Regions from separate parts of the Pan troglodytes genome. Here region 2 is linked to region 1. The links are chromatin contacts, called in public HiChIP or PLAC-seq maps. All regions are on one chromosome and are shown on one strand. Each heading gives the region's core, a stretch centred on a gene start, on an enhancer-like site or on the middle of the called end of the contact. The rest is flanking DNA. Distances are from core to core; before and after follow the strand shown.

Region 1 (4,330 bases), core at 420-2,919:
CTCAGAAGTAAAACAAGAGATACTTCTTGTTTATAATTAATTTGAATAATTAATAATTTGAATAGTAGAAACATAATGCATGCAAGGATTACAATCAAAAGAAAATTTGTATGCCAGAACAACAAAGAACCTATTTCGTTGGGAAGCCAACTGAGAGCAGCGTGAAGAAAATTAAGGCCTGACACAGGGACTCACACTCGTAATTCCAACACTTTGGGAGGCTGAGGTGGGAGGTTCATTTGAGCCTGGGAGTTAGAGATCAGCCTGGGCAACAGAGCAAGTCCCCATCTCTACAAAAACAAACAAAAATAGCCAGGTATGATGGTATGCACCTGTAGTCCCAGCTCCTTGGGCGGCTGAGGCAGGAGGATTGCTTGAGCCCAGGAGGTCAAGGCTGCAGTGAGCTATGACCACTCTACTCCAGACTGGGTAACAGAGCGAGACCCTTTCTCTAAAAACAAGAAAAAATTAAAACCCAGTTCTCCTTTAGCGACATCTTGTAGCCACTAGCCTGACATTTTAAACACATAAATTAGAAACATGATGCAAGAGTGATTCAAGGTATTTTATATAGGAAATGCCTGGTGTAGTGTCTTGGACAGCTAAATAAAGGTAGCTGTTAAAACATTAGTTTTATTCTATGCTCTTACCATTCCTCCCTCTCCAAGTTTTGTTTGTAGTCTGTGGCAGCAACCTAGTCTGTATTTAGTACATATTGAATAATCAACAATGAAATGTAAATATTGAGCACATTGTGTGTCAAACAGATGTATTAACTCAAACCTCACAGAAACCCTTTGAGGTCGGTACTATTAACAATCCCCATTTTACATACGAGTAAACTGAAGCATGGATAGACTAAAGTGCCTGAGGTCAACTAGTGAGGAGGCGGAGTGGCAGTCAAGTCGAGGCAGCCTAAGCCTACACTGCCTCTATGTTGCATTAATAAATTAATAAATCTGTGACCAAATAAATGAAGTGACATTTAGTAGCATGGAAAGATCCCGTGAGTAGGACTTCCTAAGAATGCTCTCCTTCTTTTCATGGACAAAATTTTAGTCTGTTTAAAATAAATTTTGGACCGGACACCGTGGCTCACGCCTGTAATCCCAGTACTTTGGGAGGCCGAGGCAGGTGATCACTTGAGGTCAGGAGTTCGAGATCAGCCTGTCCAACATGGTGCAACCCTGTCTCTACGAAAAATACAAAAATTCGCTGGGCATGGTGGCGCGCGCCTGTCATCCCAGCTACTCAGGAGGCTGATGCAGGAGAACTGCTTGAACCCCGGAGGCGGAGGTTGCAGTGAGCCAAGATCTCGCCATTGCACCCCATCCTGGGCGACAGAGCGAGACTCCGTCTCAAAGAATAAATAAATAAATAAATAAATTAATTAATTTTGAAAACCTGTCAGCACTCATCAGAGCTTTACACTGCTGTACTCGGGACACTTGGGGCCGTAGACAAGCAATTAAATTGACTCACACGTGGTTAGAACCACGTCATCCTGATTCGTGAATCCGTACTCTCAACTACTAGAAGCCCTTTGTGGAATGCACGGGGCGAACCTGACGCTTGAGCTCTGACACCACGCAGACACAGCCGGGGATTTAGGAGCTGGGTAGGGACTCCTGGGCCGGATGCCTCATCCCGGCATGCACCTCAAGCCCCGGCGACCACGCCTTCCGGCGAGCGCCAGGGAGCGCGTGTGCGCCTCGCCGCCCGGAAGCGCCGCCCGCTCGCTGCATGCTGGGAGTTGTAGGCCTCCGGCGTCAGCCCGCGGGCTGCCGCCCGCACTCTCCATGAGACTGCTGGCGCCGGCGCCCGCCCGCGCGGCACCGACGCGGGGAGCGCGCTTCGCGCTGACTCAGCGGCGGCGGCGGCTGCGGCGGCGGCGGCGGCGTTAGCCGGCCCTCGCGCTCTTTCCCTTCCTGGGGCGCCGACCCCGCCCGCTTGCTTGCTTGCTTGCTTGCCTGCCTGCCTGCCCGGCGCCACGCAAGAGAAGGTGCCAGGGGACGCGGAGCGACTAGAGGCGCGCGGTCCCGGCCAGCTCCGTCTCTGGCGTTGTAGCTGCGGCCGTGGCGGAGGACTACGGCGACAAGGACGAGGGCCGCTCCCCCAGCTCTCTGCGTGCCGCGCCGCTCCGCTGGCTGACCATCTGGAGTGCAGGCTGGGAGGCGGGATGGAGTGATAGGGAAGGTGACTCGGGGCTCGGGGGCAGCGGGACCGGGACCAGGTTTGGTCCGCGTGAGGCTTCGAGGAAGTTGGCCGGGGCGGACCGGCCCGGGGGAGTCCCGACGCCAGGGAGGGTGCAGGCTTGGGACCCTCTATGGCGGTGCACCCCCTGGCTGGGCGGACCGGGTGGGGGTGGATACGAGCCGGGGCCGCCGCCGAGGAGCGCGTCCCGAGTGCGTGGCCGGCCGTTGCTTGGTGTTTCATCACCCGAATTGCCACGAGGCTTCCTTTAGGGGAGGGATCGGGGGAGGGATGGGAGCAAGGCTAGCAGAGGAGGGTCGGCATCGCCTGTGGTTCCGAAGCCCGTTAGTCATCGTTGTAGCGTTATCAACTGTGGAGACCTCAAACTTGATTCTCCCCCCACCCCTGGCCAAAAAGGAAAAGTGTTATTTCTGTGCAGTAATTGGCCAGCACGGACGCTCCATTTCTTCTCAAACCTTCCTCACCATCCTGCAGGACTAGAGAAGCATGAGGTTTCCCTGTAACCAGAAAAACGAGTACTTTTTGAAAGTGCTAATTAGTTGTGGCGGGCGGGGGTTGGGGGAGAGTTACGTTTTATTAAACCGACTTGTCAGCGTGGTGTTAAAAGGCTGGAAAGATTCAGTCGTAGTATTTGAAACAGTCTTAAGTAGGTGTAGAGGAATTTTTCCAAATTGTTTGATTCTTAATGGCTATCCAGGAAAAGTTAAGGCTTAATATTTTAAGTATGTTGCTTGCCTTCCCCCCAGAACCTTTGCAAGATGCATAATTGTTTACCGTATTGAAACATTCTTTGGGGTTTTGTTGTTGTTTTGAGACGGAGTCTCGCTCGGTCGCCCAGGCTGCAGTGCAGTGGTGCCATCTTGGCTCACTGCAACCTCTGCCTCCCAGGTTCAAGTGATTCTACAGCCTCAGCCTCCCGAGTAGCTCTATTACAGGTGCGCCCCGCCACACCTGGCTACTTTTTGTATTTTTCGTAGAGATGGAGTTTCACCGTGTTAGCCAGGATGGTCTCGATCTCTTGACCTCGTGATCCATCCTCCTCGGCCTCCCAAAGTGCTGGGATTACAGGCGTGAGCCACCGCGCCAGGCCTTCCACTGCATATTGATCGTCCAAATGCCTTCTATGTGGGGGATTCTTTCTGTAGTGAGAACTGTTAACTAGTTTGTTTCCTTGGGTTTATTGGCTATGTTTTCCTTAGGGCCACTTGATTTTTCTCCCGATAGCTTCAGAGTGACTTGACCAAGCTTAAGCACTTTTTTTTTTTTTTTTTTTGACACAGTGTCTCACTCTGTCGCCCAGGCGGGAGTGCAATGACACGATCTCCGCCCACTGCAACCTCCCCCTCCCGGGTTCATGCGAGTCTTCTGCCTCAGCCTCCTGAGTAGCTGGGATTACAGGCGCAGGCCACCATGCCCAGCTAATTTTTGTATTTTTAGTAGAGACGGGGTTTCTCCATGTTGGTCAGGCTGGTCTCGAACTCCCGACCTCAGTTGATCTGCGCCCCCCTCCCCTCGGCCTTCCTTAGTGCTGGGATTATAGGCGTGAGCCACCCTGCCTGGCCAGCATTTTTTTTTAAAAGCCATAGCAAATTCAAGGAAGCTTTTATTGGACTTCTCAATCAGGGATTCTTAGAAACTCCGAAATCGTTTTTTCTCTCTGTGGGCATTTTTCAGGGGAATGGACATCAGATTTTCTTAACATTTAGGGGGCGAAGGGAACCAGTGCCTTTCTTTGTGTTTTTCTGTCTTTTAAAAATGCTGATCTGGTATAAGAATGCCCCAAGTCATTTCCATTCCCCATGTTCCTGCCTCTGACTATAAACAACGTATTGAGGGCTCACTATGTGCCAGCCATGCTCTGCATACCTTATCTCTTTGAAGCCTTTACAACTTTATGAGGCATATGGTCTTTTTCCCATGTCATAGGAAGGGTTCTCTCAGGTTTTGTAAGTTGTCCAAGTGGCCCCAATTAAAAAATGACAAGATGGGGATACAAACCCAGGTCTTTGAAATCCAAAACCTATGCTCTACTATGTCCTAGGGACATAGTGATGGATAGTCAAGACAGTCCTTGCCCTTTAAGATTGTGAGAAATGGCCGGGTGGCTCACACCTGT
Region 2 (4,646 bases), core at 904-3,403, 550 kb before region 1:
ATACCCACATACTATCAGCTGACACATGCATATACATATATTATAATGTTTTACATTATTTTTCACCATCTATCAGAGATCTGGTATCTTAGTGGAAGATATCTTGTCACTCTATTTGCAATTCCTCTAGAGTGTAACACTCTTCCTTTTCCCTGGAATGCATCCCTTTTCCTCCCTGAAGTTGCCAGCTACTTACTATTCATCCTTTAAATCCAGCTCAAAACCACTCCTCTGCGAACTCTTACACCCAATCCTCTTATGCAGTCTGTTTTTCCATCCCCAGTGCTCCCAAGACTGGGAGTATTTCTATCTCTTACAGCATTATTGTACTGCTTGTAATTATTTATTTATACAGTAATAGACTGCATGATCCTTTCCGGCAGTCTTAATCTTTGAATCCCTAGTTCCTAGCTTGGTGTTTGGCACACAGTTAAGAACTGGAGAGCCAATCACTGGATACATGAAAGAATGATCGAAGTCTAAAAGTCCCTACTTTCTTTAGATCTTATGGGGAAAACACTTGAGGGGACACACCTTTGGACACATCATTTTGATAAATCAGGCCCATAATATTTGAGAATTGATTTGAAAGGAGTCAGTAAATATCTCAAGTGGTGTGAGTCAAAAAGGCTAACAGAACCAGGTGTGGTGGCTGATGCTTGTAATCCCAGTGCTTTGGGAGGCTGAGGTTGGAGGATTTTTTTTTTTTTTTTTTTTTTTGAGAAGGAGTCTCCCTCTGTCGCCCAGGCTGGAGTGCAGTGGTGCAATCTTGGCTCACTGCAACCTCCACCTCCTGGGTTCAAGCGATTCTCCTGCCTCCGCCTCCTGAGTAGCTGGGATTATAGGCACATGCCACCATGCCCGGCTAAGTTTTATATTTTTAGTAGAGATGGGGTTTCACCATGTTGGCCAGGCTGGTCTCGGACTCTTGACCTTGTGATCTGCCCACCTCGGCCTCCCAAAGTGCTGGGATTACTGGTGTAAACCACCGTGCCCAGCCAGAATCTTTTGAGGCCAGGAGTTTGAGACCAGCCTGGGCCATACAGCAAGGCTTCATCTCTACAAAAAAGTAAAAATAATAAAAAAAAATTTAAAAGGCTGGCAAGGATGGATTTAAAGTACTTAACACAACACCTGAACCATGCAAAGATGGCAAGGTAAATTCTTCGTTATATTGTTCAAAAAGAGACTAGAGTTTGAGACCAACCTGGACAACATAGGGAGACCCCCGTCTGTACTAAAATGAAAACAAACAAACAAATAAAATAAAAAGAGACTAGACACGATAGATCTTGTAAAAGGTATCTATTAAAAACGTGGCCGGGCGCCGTGGCTCACACCTGTAATCCTACCACTTTGGGAGGCCGAGGTGAGTGGATCACTTGAGGTCAGGAGTTCAAGACCAGCCTGGCCAACATGGCAAAACCCTGTTTCTACTGAAGATACAAAAATTACCCAGGCACGGTGGCGGGCGCCTGTAGTCACACCTACTCTGGAGGCTGAGCCAGGAGAATCACTTGAACCCGGGAGGCGGAGGTTGCAGTGAGCGGAGCTCGTGCCGCTGCACTCCAGCCTGGGCGAGAGTGAGACCCCGTCTCAAAAAAAACCCCCAAAAAACAAAATCAAAAAACAAAAACAAAAACAACCGTAAAAGTACTAAGTGCAATGTAGTGTCCTGTGTTGGATCTTGGAAAAGAAAAAATGACACTAGTCGAAAAAATTGGTAAAATTGGAATAATATCTGGAGTTTAGTAAATAAATAAGCTAACAACGCCGTTAAGTGTGACGTGTTTCCATACCATCGCTTTCCCACCATCCTAGCTTCCCTAGCTACTGTAGGAATAGAGGATATGGTGTTCAAGGTGGGTGTTTTTCTCCGCCTCGACTGAAGAGCTTCGCGCTCTTTGGATTAACAGCCAGGTCATTCACAATTCAGTGTTCAGTTTTTCTATTGGGGTCCAGCGTCTCGGAGTAACATCCCTTTGTGTCATGGATACATCCAACTCTGGACTTCCCCATTAGATTCTGGCAAAAGCCCCACCAGAGCCCCCGCCAGAGCCAGAAGGCGGTCCCTCAGGTCAGGAAGGGGTTTTCCTGCCGCCGGAGCCGCGACCTCGGCCAGCGGTGGAGCGGGGCTTCGGCGGAGGGAGGTGCGGGGCCTCGGCGGAGGGAGGTGCCGGGGGCGCCGCCCACGGCCTCCTGGGCTCGGCGCGCGGGGCCGGGCTGCGGTTGGCCACAAGAGGCATCCATCTTCCCGGACCAGCCAGGCGTTTCCTAGCGGAGCAGGGGCGGGGGCTTGGACGGAGAAGGGCACAGGCCGGAGCGCGGTCCGCTCCCGCGAGCCTGGCCCCGCCTGGCGGAGCCCCGAGGAGCCACCGCCCGCAGATCGCTAGCCGGGCGCCCGCGAGGCGCGAGCCGTGTGCGCACCCTCAACTTTGCTGCCGCCGGGGGCGCGGCTCCCGCGTGCGTGTGCGAGTGTGCCTGTCACTAGCGGCCTCCTGGGGGCAGCAGCGGAAAGGGGGACGCAGAGAAAGGCAGCCTCGGCGCACCGCGGCCAGGGAGGCAGAGGCCCCTCGCGGCGCCGGCTCTGGAGACCTAAACTCCGCCGCGGCTGTGCCCAGGGCGCGTCTGAGCGTCGCCGCCTTCACCCTCTCAGCAGCAGCGGGGACTCGCGTCAGGACTGCGTTTCCTTTCGCCTGCCGAGCTGTAGCGGCAGTGTCTGCGGGCAGAGGAGCGGCGGCCGTGGCAGCAGCATCCCCAGCCCGGGCGGGACCCTTGAGCGCCGGAGCCGGCAGCTGGAGGCAGGAAGGGAGGGTTGTGGCGCCCGAGCGGGGCGCGTTCCCAGCGCCTGCCCTCCGCCGCTGGCCCTGTGCCGGGCGCCCGGTGCGGGTCTCGAACAATGGTGCGGAGCGCCGGCGCGAGCCCCGCGCCCGCCCAGCGGCCGTAGAGGAAGTGGCCGGGCTCCCGGCGAGGTGGGCAGGGAGACGTCCCCCGCCACTCGCTGGCTGGAGTTTGCCTGCGCGTCCGGCCTCTCTAGCCGCGACCCCGGGGATCCCCTGGGATTATCGACGGAGCTCAATTTCGAGAGTATGGTGCCAGCGTCCGGGCTAATCTAGTCCTCTCTACTCGCTCCTTTTCCCCTCCTCCTACTTCTCCTCTCCCTCCTCCCTTCCCTCGGGTCGGCGCTGCCTCTGGATTGCCTGCGTGTGGGAGTACAACTCTGCCTCTCCAAGGAGAACGGGTTGTGACCACTGAACAAAACTTGCCCATTGAAAGCAAACCCGGAACAGCTGGATAATGTCCACCCCGAGCCGATTCAAGAAGGACAAAGAGATCATAGCCGAGTATGAAAGTCAAGTCAAAGGTAAGGATGGGAGCGGCTGCCTTGCTCCTTTTGTGTGCCTTCTTGTCATTGTGCTCGTGGAGTTGCGTTTCTAACTTGGTGTCTGCGTGGGAGGAAGGTGGTGAGGGGACAGCTCGAGCCCTGGCTGAGCCACCTGGGCTTCCTACAAGCCAGTTAGTTCCCAGTTGCAATCCCAGTCCCGTCAAACCCACGGGGAGCTGGAAACTGGGTGACTTCCCCCGCCAGCTGCCAGCCCGCATCTCTAATGGGGAGAGAACTGGCTTTAACTTAACCACCTTCAGCTGGGCAACTTATGTGGGAAGCAGGCAGCAGTGGAGGATCCTGTCCAGCTATTATTATCACCATCATTATTCTTTTTAAATGGTAGGATTGTCACTACGTAATTTTTTTACGGAATGATTTTTGTAAAGTCTGTGAACCCCAAGCGGTCTACAGCCTCATTGAGTGCAGGCTATTTCAGATATTTACACCACTCACCTATTTACACCGCTCACAATTTATTAGGGCGAGACCCCTTTTATTAAATAGCTCCCTAAAAGCCTGGCAGTTAAACGAAGCAGTGACTAGTGGAATCTGACTCTTCCTTTATAATGGGCCAGAATTCATTGCCATCTTTCACACTCACATGGGAATATTGCTTTATCATTTGCTGGAAGCCACTTGCATGTAAAATGAAGGTTTGAATATTTGAGTAGTAGTTTCAATCCATTTACATTGTCAACTAATGAAGGAAACCTAATTAAGGCTGATTAATTATTTTTACTTTCTATGCCTTGTGATTAAAAATATATATATTTTCTCTCCAATACAAGTATTTTGTTTTGTTACTGAAGTGTTTCTTAAACATATGTGTTAGTTGAATTTTTTCCTCCTCTTTCCTGAGGTCTCAGGAGTAGCTTTCCTGATTGAGACAATGGATGGAATGTTGGGATCGCCACCGTTCTTTGACACATTCAATGCAAAGTTCATAAAGATTGCTATGTACACACCTGTGTTTATCTATGCACAGTCTTATGAAAGGGCTACGGAGAGAGGCATTACTGTACTTCCCTTGAGCAAGGGAGGAGCAGCCTGAGTGTTCTTTTGTGTGGTCAAGTTGTAAAAATGCCTGGAGTCCTGTGAGAGGACCTGGTGGAGAAATCCTGTATCATCCAGTGTGAATACAGACCAACTCATTGTGGACACTGCAGACACAATATGCAAGATAACTTAGGTTATCTTTAGGATGACCCCTATAATGGAGTTATCTATAGGCTGACCCCTATAATGTGTTCAGGAGACA

The links. HiChIP or PLAC-seq counts read pairs in DNA pulled down with a chosen protein or histone mark.
Region 2: an H3K4me3 HiChIP or PLAC-seq map of stem cell-derived excitatory neurons shows a contact between it and region 1, with 6 times the contacts expected there. The contact joins the promoter of SRGAP1 here to the promoter of XPOT in region 1. A contact is called at or near these places in 1 of 7 Hi-C or Micro-C datasets (stem cell-derived neural progenitor cells), 1 of 1 datasets of contacts at active chromatin or transcription factors (stem cell-derived excitatory neurons) and 1 of 1 other capture datasets (stem cell-derived neural stem cells).

What each region holds. Positions count from the first base shown.
Region 1 is chr10:31,639,616-31,643,945 of NHGRI_mPanTro3-v2.0_pri, reverse strand. It overlaps XPOT (exportin for tRNA), which reads left to right and starts at 1,669. Exons shown (of 25, transcript XM_016923101.4): 1 at 1,669-2,196.
Region 2 is chr10:32,191,383-32,196,028 of NHGRI_mPanTro3-v2.0_pri, reverse strand. SRGAP1 (SLIT-ROBO Rho GTPase activating protein 1) reads left to right here and starts at 2,153. Exons shown (of 21, transcript XM_016923110.4): 1 at 2,153-3,364. The coding sequence starts at 3,298.